2 separate regions of the Oryctolagus cuniculus genome follow, and region 2 is linked to region 1. Evidence: chromatin contacts called from public Micro-C data. All regions are on one chromosome and are shown on one strand. The core of a region is the stretch at or near the end of the contact, and the rest is flanking DNA. Distances in the headings are between cores, read along the strand shown. Region 1 overlaps GALK2 (galactokinase 2). Region 2 holds the start of FGF7 (fibroblast growth factor 7).

What was found. A called contact is a pair of places that touch in the nucleus more often than the background predicts.
Region 2: a contact with region 1 is called in a Micro-C map of ear pinna, with 14 times the contacts expected there. The contact joins the promoter of FGF7 here to the enhancer-like site in region 1. A contact is called at or near these places in 2 of 6 Hi-C or Micro-C datasets (ear pinna and an unstated tissue).

Annotation. Positions count from the first base shown.
Region 1 is chr12:72,007,111-72,013,562 of mOryCun1.1, reverse strand. GALK2 (galactokinase 2) reads right to left here. Exons shown (of 10, transcript XM_008269030.4): 5 at 3,737-3,883. Among named protein-coding and RNA genes, the nearest start is that of GALK2, 41 kb to the right of the region's middle. Within about 2 kb of position 4,867, at least 1 of the 8 cell types and tissues checked has an H3K27ac peak or open chromatin away from gene starts, as enhancers often do.
Region 2 is chr12:72,199,613-72,206,667 of mOryCun1.1, reverse strand. FGF7 (fibroblast growth factor 7) reads right to left here and starts at 2,275. Exons shown (of 3, transcript NM_001195837.1): 1 at 1,990-2,275. The coding sequence starts at 2,275. All of the region lies in intron 10 of FAM227B (family with sequence similarity 227 member B), which reads left to right.

The DNA.
Region 1 (6,452 bases), core at 3,618-6,117:
ACTTCTCCTCAAAGATTCTGACTTGAGAAAAAAGAGGAAGGAAGGAAGGAAGGAAGGAAGGAAGGAAGGAAGGAAGGAAGGGCTTTCCAAATAATTATGTTCATCCCCTAGAAAATACGAATTTTTATTACAACTTAGATTAGCGGGGAAAGCCAGAAGATACACATTGCTCCCTTTATGCTGTAGACTTTGGAGTCAGTTCTGACAAAAATATTCTTTGCTATTTTTTTGACCTTGAAAACAGAAATAGCACAACTAATTCTAAAGCTTCAAATGTTTCATTTTCTGTGTCTTTTATTCTTTCCCCTTAATAGTCACATTATCAAAGGGCCAGAAAAACACACAAAAAAAACTTTTACCAAACCTCCCTAAAAAGAAATGAATTCCTTGACTTCACACCTCCCTTCAGACACCAGAGGATCTTGTTGTCCAGGCACTGCCAGACATTTTGTATCGACACACCTTTCTCAGTTTCTCCTCCCTCATAAACCTTTCAACCCATTCCCGACCCCACTTCCTTTCTAAACTGTCCTTCCCAAAGTTTTGTTCAGTTTCTTTGTTGCTCTTTTCCCTGGAAGCTTCTCAAGCCTCACCCTCTTGGAAGCATCTGACAACACTGCCACTCTCTTCATGAAACATCGTCTTCCTTTATTGTTATTTCACTGTCTGGTTTTCCTCCTACTGATTGGGATACTCAGTCTTGTCGGTGGACATCTCCCCTTGCCATTCCTCAGTGTTCATGCTTATGGGGCTCTGTCCTCATCTTCTTTATATGTCCTCTAAATTCCACTACTGGGTGTTCTCATCCACTCCTGTAGATTCAAAAGCCAATGACAACACTAACGATTCTCCAATTGACCGTCTCAAAGCCAGATCTCCCTCTTGAATTTCAGAGATTTTTTGGTAACAACTCAATAACTTATCATAATGCAGAGACCCTCACACTCAGCATGTCAGATCAATTTTCCATCAACTCTATTTTCCATCTATGTTCCAATGAATAAAGCCAGAGACATGGGTAGAATCCTTGACTCCTGCTGTCCCCCATCCCTACACCCAATCAATGGCCAAGCCCTAATGATTCTGAGATGTGCCTTGAATCTTTCATCCAATCCATTCTCAGTGTCACTTCCCTATACCAAATCACCCCTGACAACAACATTATTACACTCAAATCTAAACTTAACCTTGTCACAATTCAGACATGATCATGTTACCCTCTTCTTATAACCCTGCAATGGTTTTCCATAGAAATCAAGATAAAGTGCAAATTGTTCAACATTTTTTACAAGGCCCAGCATCTGATCTCCTACCCTGCTACCCAAGTTACTACATGTTCCACACTTACTGAACCCCTTTTAGTTCCTTCAACAAGCCTGATCACTTTTATTTATTTATTTTTTTGACAGGCAGAGTTAGACAGTGAGAGAGAGAGACAGAGAGAAAGGTCTTCCTTTTCCGTTGGTTCACTCCCCAAATGGCCACTACAGCAGGCGCGCTACGCCGATCCGAAGCCAGGAGCCAGGTGCTTCTTCCTGGTCTCCCATGCGGGTGCAGGGCCCAAGCACCTGGGCCATCCTCCACTGCACTCCCTGGCCACAGCAGAGAGCTGGCCTGGAAGAGGGGCAAGCGGGACAGAATCCGGCGCCCTGACCGGGACTAGAACCCGGTGTGCCGGCGCCGCTAGGCGGAGGATTAGCCTAGTGAGCCGCGGTGCCGGCCGCCTGATCACTCTTATACCAGATTGTTTCCACATGATGTTCCTCCCACCTGATATTTCCTTATCTCATGTTATTAGCACTATAATCCCATCAACATTTTTTATTTTTCTTTATTTTATTCTATTTATTTGATAGGCAGAAACAGACAGCTCCTATCTACTGGTTCATTCTCCAAATGCCCACAAGAGTCAGGGCTGGTCCAAGCCAGAGCTGGGAGCTGGAACTCAATCCAGTTCTCTCATGTGGGTAGCAGGAACCCAACTACCCAGGCACTCTGATATGTGTTGTAGGCATCCCAAACAGCATCTCAACAACTATACCAAAAGCTCACTCCTCCATTAGTTTTGTCTTGTATTTGATTTCCTTTCTCTCTTCCTTTGTTTCTTTCCTCTTTTCTTTCTTCCTTCCTTCCTGCTTTCTTTTTCTTTCATTTTCTTTCTTTTCTCTTTTTCTTTATTTCTCTCTTTCATACATAGAGAGTGAGACAAAGATAGAGATCTATCTGCTAATTTATCCCCCAATTGCCTTCAACAGCCAAGACAGGATCAAGCCAAAGCCAAGAACCTGGAATTCATCCAGGTCTCCCCTCATGGGTGGCAGGGACCCATTTACTTGAGCCACAATTACTGCCTCCCAGGCTGAATATCAGCAGGAAGCTGGATGAGTAGAAGGCTAGGACTCAAACCCAGGCACTGCAATATGCAATGCAGGCATCCCAAATGGTCTCTTAACCACTGTGCCAAATGCCATCCCCCATTAGTACTTCTTGACTAATATCTACAATTCCTTGACTCCTTTATGTCTCAGGTGAGATGTCCTATGCTCTCTAAATCTGTGTTAAATCTGTTCCCATACCACACTACTTACCCAACTGCCACATTATAACTGCCTATATATTTGTCTCTATTCCCCTTTAAGACCATAAGTACAGTAAAGTTTAAGATGGTATGTATTATATCTCAATACTTTAACATCACTCAGCACAAAGCAGCCATTAAATAAATATTGGATGAATGATGAAAAAACAAATGAACAAACTACCAGACTGAAAGTTGAACCTATTTCCCCCTTGCTTTCTCTCTTCTCTAAAATCAAATAATAAGTAATTATCCTTAGTTACTTATCATCTGCCCCAAATAAGTCATTGCTTACAAAGGACTAATTATGTATACTTACACATGACACTAAGGCAAAGAATTCATTCTATCTTTGCCTTTGCCTTCTCTTTCATTGTTTTCCTTTTCCCCACATATAAAATGTTCAAACTAAAAATTTAAACACACTTAAAAGAGACTAAGTATGTGACTGACCTTCTCTTCTGCTGCCTGCTGCCTAGTTTGTTCCCAAACTACCTGTAAACTTTGCAGTGTCTTACAGGGGCAGAGAAGAACCTATGATAACATTTTATTTGAACCAGAATGCCAAAACATTAATTAAAGCTGAGCACATGCACTCCGAACTGCAAGTCAGAGATTTATGTGAACTTGTAAAGTTGAGGCTTTCTGGCCTCTTGCAGGATTTACATTTCCTTTAAATAAGCATTTCCTCTTTTAAATGCCATTTTTTTTTTTTTTAGTTTATGTTAGTGACTAACCTGCCAGCATAAACAGATTTGCTGTTCAGTTCCTTTATTACCTGCTCTTTATCCTTTTCACCCACTGCTTGTCAAATATTTAAATTTAAGGTTTTAGGTGCAAATAAGCAGATTCAGCCACAAGACCTAGAATTTCTTGCTCTAAATTTACTTTGTTAATGAAGTCACTGAAATATACCTTCAAACTGCATACTTAATCCAAGAACATTTTAATACAGTTATTCATAGATCGGTTCACTCACTATCTTATAGTGATTTAACACAAGCAAGACTTGGTAATTTAACATGCTTGCCCACCTGTGCTGTCCTTTCAGGGAACACAAGGTTTCTTGATCTTGAAGGATATTCTGATTTTGAGATTCGGATGCTAATGCCTTTAGAAAGAAAGGCTGCTGTGAGCACTACTATAAAAGGTGGTTACCTTGGATAGGTTCATTCCCAGTGCTGTGAGTGTCACCAAGCCAGCACAACAAACTAAGGCACTGGAGCTGGAGAGGCCAGAACTTGGCGGTATGTTTCCATCTACCAGGCAGTTCATTCCAGTCAGGTCACTGAGACCAAAGTGTTCCTAAGAACATAAGGAAAAACAGCAATAGTCATTTCAGTGTTGAATTTAAGGAGTAGTATAACCTTCAGAGAACAGAGGTTCACCAGTAGACTTCTTATAATATTTATAGAAACTAGGTGTACAATTCAATTTAATTGGGACTATACATAACATTTTTTTTTTTTTTTTTGACAGGCAGAGTGGACAGTGAGAGAGAGAGACAGAGAGAAAGGTCTTCCTTTGCCGTTGGTTCACCCTCCAGTGGCCGCCGCGGCCGGCGCGCTGCGGCCGGCGCACCGCGCTGATCCGATGGCAGGAGCCAGGAGCCAGGTGCTTTTCCTGGTCTCCCATGGGGTGCAGGGCCCAAGCACTTGGGCCATCCTCCACTGCACTCCTTGGCCACAGCAGAGAGCTGGCCTGGAAGAGGGGCAACAGGGACAGAATCCGGCGCCCCGACCGGGACTAGAACCCGGTGTGCCGGCGCCGCTAGGCGGAGGATTAGCCTAGTGAGCCGCGGCGCCGGCCTATACATAACATTTTATTTAATGGCTCTTGGCCAATGGGTAAGGCAACCTGAAAATCACTTTTTTACTTTGTTCACCAAAAAGCTACTGGTCCATTTCCTAAAATTGCTGTGAATATTCTTATATATTGAATTTGAGCAAATGCAAAAAAAAAAAAAAAAGACAATGAAAGTTCAACATGTCAAGTATAAGAAAAGAAAGACACAATTATCAGCAAAGTGGGTTAAAACTCCACATAGTACATCTCCAGCATTCTTGCATTATAAAAATTCTAACGCCTAGAGAAGTGCTGGCTTCTATGCACTGTCTCGCTTCAGAAAGTCCTCTGGAAAACAGAGTTTCAAGGTTTCTCAGTTCTATTTTACTTACAGAAAAACCTAGGCACCAAGAGATTAAGCGACTTTCCCAATATCACACATAGGGAGCTGGGAATAGGTCTCGGTTCTCAGATTCCCACTGCAGTTAGAAATCGGGGCCAGCATACTGTCACTGTGATTTAATGGAAGTCAGCTATATGAGGAAATCCAGATTTCTCCTCAAGTTTATAGATACAATTTGGCCATATGGTAGCTTTAAAGACAGCCAAATTAGAATTCAGCCACAAATGAGAATGGAGACTCTAAACAAGGCAGGGAAACTCTGTTTCTACAAATAGGGAAGTCCAAAGAAACAGTAAGACTCAGACTTAGACACAAAGCTCTAATATACTCACAGGACTAACTGGGACTATGACACTGGGTGATATCATATAGCCTTTGTGGTTTAGGATTAAAGATAAATTCAAGGCCACCTCCTCCTCAAGAAAAAGTACCCTCATCTTTGCAAGGCTCACGCAACTCAAGACCAAAGTATGAAATGCTATTATGTTACCTAATTATGCATTTCATCATACACATTATTCTAGGGAGAAATTTCAATACACTAGATAGAATAGCCAGAGTAACAACAAAACTCTGCAAATAAAAGATCATTTCTTTCCTTAATTTTTTTTGTCCTTTTCTCCTAGCTGGCAAAACTCATGTACCACAAAAGAAGAGATTCACTTGGATGTGCTTCTCTTTTTTATTTCAAGTCATTGAAAAATTTCCTTCCAGAAATACAAATTATAAACTGAAACACTGCTTCTGCCAGTGCCCTTTCATACAGAATGTTAGACAGCTTGCTTAAAAAAATAATCCTTGTAGGATACTATCTATTTAACTATAAACTGATCTACAGGGTGTCTTGAATGTGAGTCAGACTTACAAACTTATCACACAGTGTTTAAATTAAAATGTACAACAGATTCAAAAATGCAAATGGCTTATGCCAAGTTCTGTAATAGCTCTATCCCAAAAGGATACATGTTCAATTTTGTATAAACAGATTATTCTTTGGAACTTTCTAGTATTTTAATTTGAAGGTTTCTGAACAGGCAAACATTTATACTACTTTTCTGCTAGAAGTTCACTGTACAAACCTGCTCTTGCACATAAGTTGTCAAACCAAAGAGGAAGGTTTTTAACACAAAATGCTCAAAAACAACACAACGTGCATTATTTAGGCCATTTTACCCACACACTACAAACAGACTTGTTGTTGTATGGAAAACACAACTGCATTTGCCAGGCAAATGCTTCCAAATACTGTAATTCCCACTAATACTTCTGACAAGCCAGATGGTTTGAAGGTTTAGAACCTGCCAATAACTTTTCCCATAAGTTATTACCACAGGAGAAATAAAACACACACACACACAAAAGACAGTAATGAATGTGGTAACTCTAAGAAAAGATACCACATTTAGAGTTCAGGACTATGCATTTGATGCATCTCTGTAACAGATATGCCACTGAATCCTGGGCTACACACGAATAAGTTGTAAATATGACCACCGGGCAGTCAGGAACACAAGCTCTCTAAAACAAGAGTTAACATATCTGCTTTTGGTCTAAAAAGCAAAATCTACCTCTCATTGTTCTTTGCCTGTGATTCTCTCCAAGAGCCACTACCAATAACATAATTGTCTAAAATATTAAATTGTTATAAAAAGCAAATACCCATTTTCTTTTTTTAAAGATATTTAT
Region 2 (7,055 bases), core at 1,026-3,525, 200 kb before region 1:
AGAATACAAAATATTAATCAAATTGAGTTTATGATTACTCCAGGCTAGCATTAAATTGTGTCTCAAAATATAAAATAACTTTAACCCTTTGTTTATGTATATAAATACCTTAGTTTCATGATTTTAAGAAATTTTAACATAAAATTTATGGGTGATTTATGTATGTGAATTAATTCCAATTGTAGATATTTTTATCTCAAATACTTACACATACTATTCACTTCCACTGAGTTTTACATTTAAGTTTTTACTTTTCATTATTTGTTAAAAGCATTCAAAAGGAACTACCTTTACATAGGATTCTGTAGTGTTTGTTTGATCATTCATTACTACAATTTGACAATAGTTCCAGCAGTTGATCTTACCATCAGATAATATTTAATCTCATTTGTTGTGTGTGATAATTATAAAATAGATACTTAGGTTTCTTCATATTTATGTAGTATGTTATGTAGTTTAGAACAGAATAGACTATAAGAGTTAGAAAGTACCTTAGAAATCATCTGTATACATCCCATGTTTTAAAAATGGAAAAATTGAACATTACAAAAACTAAGAGATTATACCAAAGTCATTCACACACAGGAATTGGACCTACGTGTTATAAGTCCACCAGAGTACTATCATCTCCACTAGACTCCATTAACTATGACAAATCTCAGTGAATACATTGATGTCTACAAGTCAAATCCTTTTGCTTATATAAAACTTCCTCCAAATACTCATTTGCTTAGCTAAAAGTCAGTATAACTAGAACAATCTTCTAGAATTAACATACCTTTATTAATGCCAATAATAATAATAAAACCATAACTTAATTCATTAAATGGCCTTAACATCATGTATCAATTATAATTTTAAAGATCTCTCACTTTGACAATGGAAATTTATTGGCTGATTAGGTAAGAAGCCTAAAAGCAACTCAGTAAACAGCAAAAGTTTTAAGTAACTATTTCAAGCCTGGCACTGTTCTAGGTATGTGTGTTTACACCATCATTCCCATGTATTCCTTTATAACTGACTTTAACACACACATTATAAAATATGTACCATTAACATTGTCCTAGTGCTAGTAATGCAACAAAAATTCATGTTCATTGAGATATTTTAAATCTTTAATGTGTATGTTGAGATATATTTTGCCCCACTAAATTTAATATTATTGAAATTGGCTACTAATCCTGTTAAATGAAAAACCCATCCCTTAAAATTTCATCATGAATAGAAAAACTGATCCTTGGGGAATATATCTTTTCAACTGGAAATCATTGAATTAATATCTCTTCCAATTCATTTTTATTTCCTCACACTTATGTTTATCTTAAGGCAACATATAACTTGTGTGATATAGAAGATTTGGTTAAAGAAAATGTTAGAAGAAATCTATTTTTCTGTGTAGGTATATAATTAAGCAATTGTATAAGTTCATTATGACTTGACTGGATAAGGATACCATAGACTCCCTTCTGTTTCATAACTACACACAATTGGATAAGAATGCATTTTTAAACACAGTTTAAGTATTTTACATCATGAAATATTCTTTGAAAGGAAATCAAATCAATAAAAATAAATGAATTTTGTTTCTCACAGGAGTGATAAGTAGTTTTAGTGAGCATTTACTTAGTACTATATGACATTCCCTAATGAGTTTTGCTAGAAAATTATAAATCACATTTCATTGTGAATAATATATTTTACATTTTGCTTTATTTGTGAGCATTTTGAGATTAGGACATGCAACATTTATTTTCAAATTGTCTTTTGTTATCAATTCAAATATAATATTTATAATATTCATAATAATATTTTCCCTGTTCTAGAGGATATTTTTAAGGACATAGTTCAACTATCTCAAGTTAAAGAATTAGGTGACATTTCACTTAATTGCTTTAAAAGGAAAATGAGAAAGCATGTCCCCTGAAAATTGATCCTTTAACAGATTGTTAAAGTTCATAAGCAGTGCTTTAAACAAAAGACGTTACTTACTGTAATTGTTCTTCATCTCTTGAGTCCCTTTTACTTTGCCTCGTTTATCAATCCTCAGATACCACTGTGTTCGACAGAAAAGTCTTCTCACTCTTATATCCCCTCCTTCCATGTAATCATAACTTCTTGTATGTCGCTCAGGGCTGGAACAGTTCACATTTGCAGCCATTTGCTCTGGAGTCATGTCATTGCAAGCTAAAGATATAGTGGCCACTAGACAGATAATGTGAAAGCATGATCTGTAGAGCAAAGTTGGCAGGATCCATGTCAGTATCCATTTGTGCATTATAGTGTAGTGCTCCGGGTGTTCATGAATAACATAATGAAAATTAAATCTTGAGTTGATTGTTATTCCTAGGTCATTGACCTCTTCCTATCTTTGAATTGCAGATTGATTTAAGAAAGAGTAGTTGCTCTTTCCAAATGTTAGACTTATCCTTTTAGTTCCTGATAAAATATAGGATTCCTCCTTAAGTAACTCTGATATATCCTTATAAAAACAGGTTGTAATAAACTCAGTTGCTGCGATGCTGTTTGCTACTTGGCTTCTGTTTATAATGAGAGATTGGGAATGGGGAAGGGAGAAGAAAAGGAAGATAAAAATACTATGTATAAATTTCAGTGGCTAAATAGTATTATAACATGCAATGTAACTTATAGTACAAAGATACATTTAAAACAGCTTTCATAGAGGATGTCAGCATCTTTACCATTCTACATGTAGATTTATAAAAACTGTGCATTAATAGAGACAAATAAGAATTTGACTGTTCATATAAGAATATAAGAATTCATATGAGAATATGTCCATTCATTCCGGTTGCTATTTTGTAAGAAACATCCTGTACTTACAGCTATTTATTTAAATTAAGTTATACAGTTACTGTTAACAAAATATAAATGCTTTTCCTGGATTTCCTTATTATATGCTTTTACATTTTCAGTTATTTTCTCCTAAACAGCCCACATTTTCAAGTTAAGTGTCAGGAGTTCCCTGCAGAACTTCAGCTTTATCTTTACATAAGTTCTACAGCATAATTATATATTCACATAGCTCAGAAATCTGGTCACTTTACTTTTCCCTTCAACACTAAAACCAGAGAAAGAGACAAACTTTTAGAAAAACATTCAGCATTGTTTTTAAAGACAAATAACAGTAACTTACTTGTTCTGTTTATAACAGCTGGATACACAAGAATTCCATGTCTGTTGTCTGCCTTGTGCAACTTGAGCCTCTCTACTGTAGCTACAAACTATTTCTCAGCTGAGAAATTCTCCAGCAGAATCATAATTGTTTCCATAAATCAACAGGCAAGAGGATTTTCTTTCTGTGTGTGAGCGCGTGTATGCTTGTGTGTGTGTGTGTGGAGCCTTTTTATTCAGCGCTTTTCGATAAATACCTTTGCTGACCTCATTGGAAGCAATTAAAACTTAACCAGTGAGCTGTTAGTTGAATACAACAGCAAGAATAAAAAGAGGCTTGTATAGTATTCAGTGGTCATGAGAGGGAGCTATGAACATGGTTTATGTGTAAATCCACAAACGGGTACCTACTTTGAAAATAGATCTGATTCTGAGGTAGTTAGAAGAGGAAAGGGTAATTTTTACACCTTCTTTCCAGATCAGAGTTGTATAGATTGAAAAATATTCCCTGAAACATATATCCATATTATACACAGTGTTTTTAATAGTTAGAAAATCTATTCCATAACTTTCTGATATATGTATGTCTTTAATTGCTCCTTTGTACTCAAAATGCAAAAAAAAAAAAAAAACCTACTAATACATATTAACTCACATCTTAGTGTCTTAAAGCACTGCATAGCTGAGCTGATGGTGTATCTCTCCATACGGAGATAATTTACTGTTGCATATTAGTATACTTTTTATATCTTCTATTGTTAGGTTAAGAGTGAGAAGACCTAGTCTTATGTGAGTTGAGCCACTATTGATCAGTATGACCTTAGGCAAGTAATTTGATGTTTCTGAGTTGCAACTGCTACATTTGTAAAATTTGTACATTAATCTAAAAGAATCTGTTGTGCCCTGTAGTTTTAAAATTCTGTGACCTGTGACTTAGAATATTAATAAAGAAGATACATATTTTTAAAAATTAGTATTATTGAAAGTTAAAATATTTTACTTTAGTTACCAATATTTGACTTTTGACTCAACAAATTCATTGACACAGTAGACAAATGTCAATTTGGGGACAGAATTATAAGAGCTGTAGCTAATGTATATTTGAGAAACCTATTTTACTTTACAATACGGGTTATTCTGTCCTTTACATCCTGTTCTATGTATATGTATAGTAGAAATTCAAATGTTTTCTTAGATACTTCATGTTGAATAATTGTGTTGTCACTCTAAATAACTACTTAAGAATGTATATAAAAATTATTTTCCCCATGTTAGATACCTCTTTCCTCTCTCTCTCTCTCTCTCTCTCTCTCACACACACACACACACACACACACTTCTGTACTTGAAAATTAGGACTTCACCACTAGGTGGTGCATGTGGACCAAATAGGAAATAAAATTAAGTCTATTCATTTGTGATTTCTCTTTGAATTGATGCTTTTAAGACATAAAATCAAGCACACAGAATAGTTTAAATGTATCCAATTACTTTTTATGAACCGAATTATCCAAAGTGCTGAGTTTATTAAAGTTTATTAGAGAATTTTTCTATAGTTACCTCTTGAAAGCTGGTTTACTCAAAACACTGTATCATGTATTTCTCTAAAAGAAGAAAGAGGGAAAAGAAAGAGAATTTGATGCTATTGTGTTCTGAATGATACTTGGTAGTTTTGGAGGCTTCAGTAATGAGCAAGGTCAGAATCCCCAGGACTTGGATATTCCTTCTGAAGTAATGAAAATGATTAAGTAAGTATACCAAGTGAAGCTATGCAGAGCTACTGAATCCATCTGTTTCATGTGGACATTACAGACTTTAGATAGAAAAATCAACAGATTAGAAGTCAGTATTTGCTAAATAAATGCTTATGACTTCCATGAAAGTAACAGATAATTTGTTAGTAATAAGTGTTTGGCGCCTCCTTAATCTAATATACAGGATTAACCATAAAATTGGAAATAAAGAATAAAATTGTTATCTACGCATGTTAAGTACATTGGATGTTATTATACTCTATGATTTGGAAATGTTCACATGATCCCCATAATTTATTTTTTAAATATTTATTTATTTAAGGGACAGAGTTGTGGCATAGTGGGTAAAGCTACCACCTGCAGTGATGGCATTCCCACATGGGCCAGTTTGAGTCCCAGCTGCCCCACTTCCAATCCTACTCTCTGCTATGGCCTGGGAAAGTAGTAGAAGATGGCCCAATTCCTGAGCTCCTTCACCTTCATAGGAGATCCAGAATAAGCTCCTGGCTCCTGGCTTCAGACCAGCCCAGCACTAACCTTTGCGGCCAATTGGGGAGTGAACCAGCAGATGGAAGACCTCTCCCTCCCTCTGCCTCTCCTTCTCTCTGTGCTTAACTCTGACTTTCAAATAAATAAATTTAAAAAAAAGATTTATTTATTTATTTTGAAATCTGAGTTACACTTGGACAGAGAGATCTTCCATCTGTTGGTTCACTCCCTAGATGCTTGGAACAACCAGCACTGGACCAGGCTAAGGCCAAGAGCCGGGAGCTTCATCAAGATCTGCCATGCTGGTGGTAGAGTCCAAACAGTTGGGCCATCTGCTGCTGCTTTTCCCAGGCCGTTAGCACGGAGCTAGATTAGAAGTGAAGCACCGGGACATGAACCTGTGACCATATGGGATGCCAGCATTGTAAGAAGGAGGCTTTACCTGCTACACTGCAATGCCAGTCCCAATCCCTATGCTTTTAATGAGAAGATTAATCTAAACCAAAGAACAACATCCATCATTTAAATTCTTTGATTATTAGTTTCCCAACTATAGAAAAAATAGTTCAAGTTGGGCCCACAGACAGTTTCTCTAGTATCACAGTTGTAAGGGAAAATCTCAGTTAGATTTCACTGACACTCTTACTATACTTCAGGAGGAATTCTATGGGAACTGAGATACCTCAGATATCTCTAAACAGGGTAATCCTCCAGGGTTTTTATGTTCTAAATTGGCAACCATTTATTGCTCTTTTTAAAATATACATTAGTGATAGACTAAGCACAAAAATATCTCAAAGATTGTTTTTCATTTGTTGTTTATGGATTGAGTTAACTTTATTGTTTTATTGTCTCTGAGTTTTAATTTTGCAAGACAAAAAAGATTCTTCTGTTACTAAAAATTGGCTCTTCAATGTCTTTCAAAAGTAGAGGCTAGCACCTGAAATTCTTCAGAAAGAAACAATAATTTACCAGTGAATACCATGAAAACAGGCAGTTACAAAAATAATAATTAACCATCCAATAATGCTTAAGCAAGTTTTAGTATATCCTGCATTCTATAAGGAGGTAAATGATAAAAAGTATGTATAATATAATCAATAGAAGGAAACATCATTTAATACTTTGATTACTTTGTGGACCTTTTTTCAAAGATTTTATTTATTTATTTGAAAGAGTTTCAGAGGCAGAGGGAGAGACAGAGAGGAAGGAAGGAAGGAAAGAAGGATGTTAGGAAGGAAGGAAGGAAGGAAGGAAGGAAGGAAGGAAGGAATAAAGAGAGAAAGAGCGAGAGAGAGCAAGAGAGAGAGAGAGCGAGAGAGAGGGAGAGAGAGTTCCCATCTGCTGGTTTACCCCCAGATTGCTGCAACGGCCAAGGCGGATCCAGGCGAAAGCCAGGAGCTTCATTTAGGTCTCCCACATGGGTGGCAGGGGCCCAAACAGTTGGGCCATCCTCTGCTGATTTCCCAGACCATTAGAATAGAGCTGGATCTGAAGTGTAGCAGCCAGGACATGAATCGGTGCCCATATGGAATACCTGCATCATAGGCAGCTTTACCAGCTATGCCACAATGCCAACCGCACTCTAAAGTCTTAAATTCTGTCCTGCTTCCTGTGTTTCTTTTCAGTTCCCATCTGTTCCCAAAAATATGGTCATTGTTAGTAGTTTCTTCTATATCT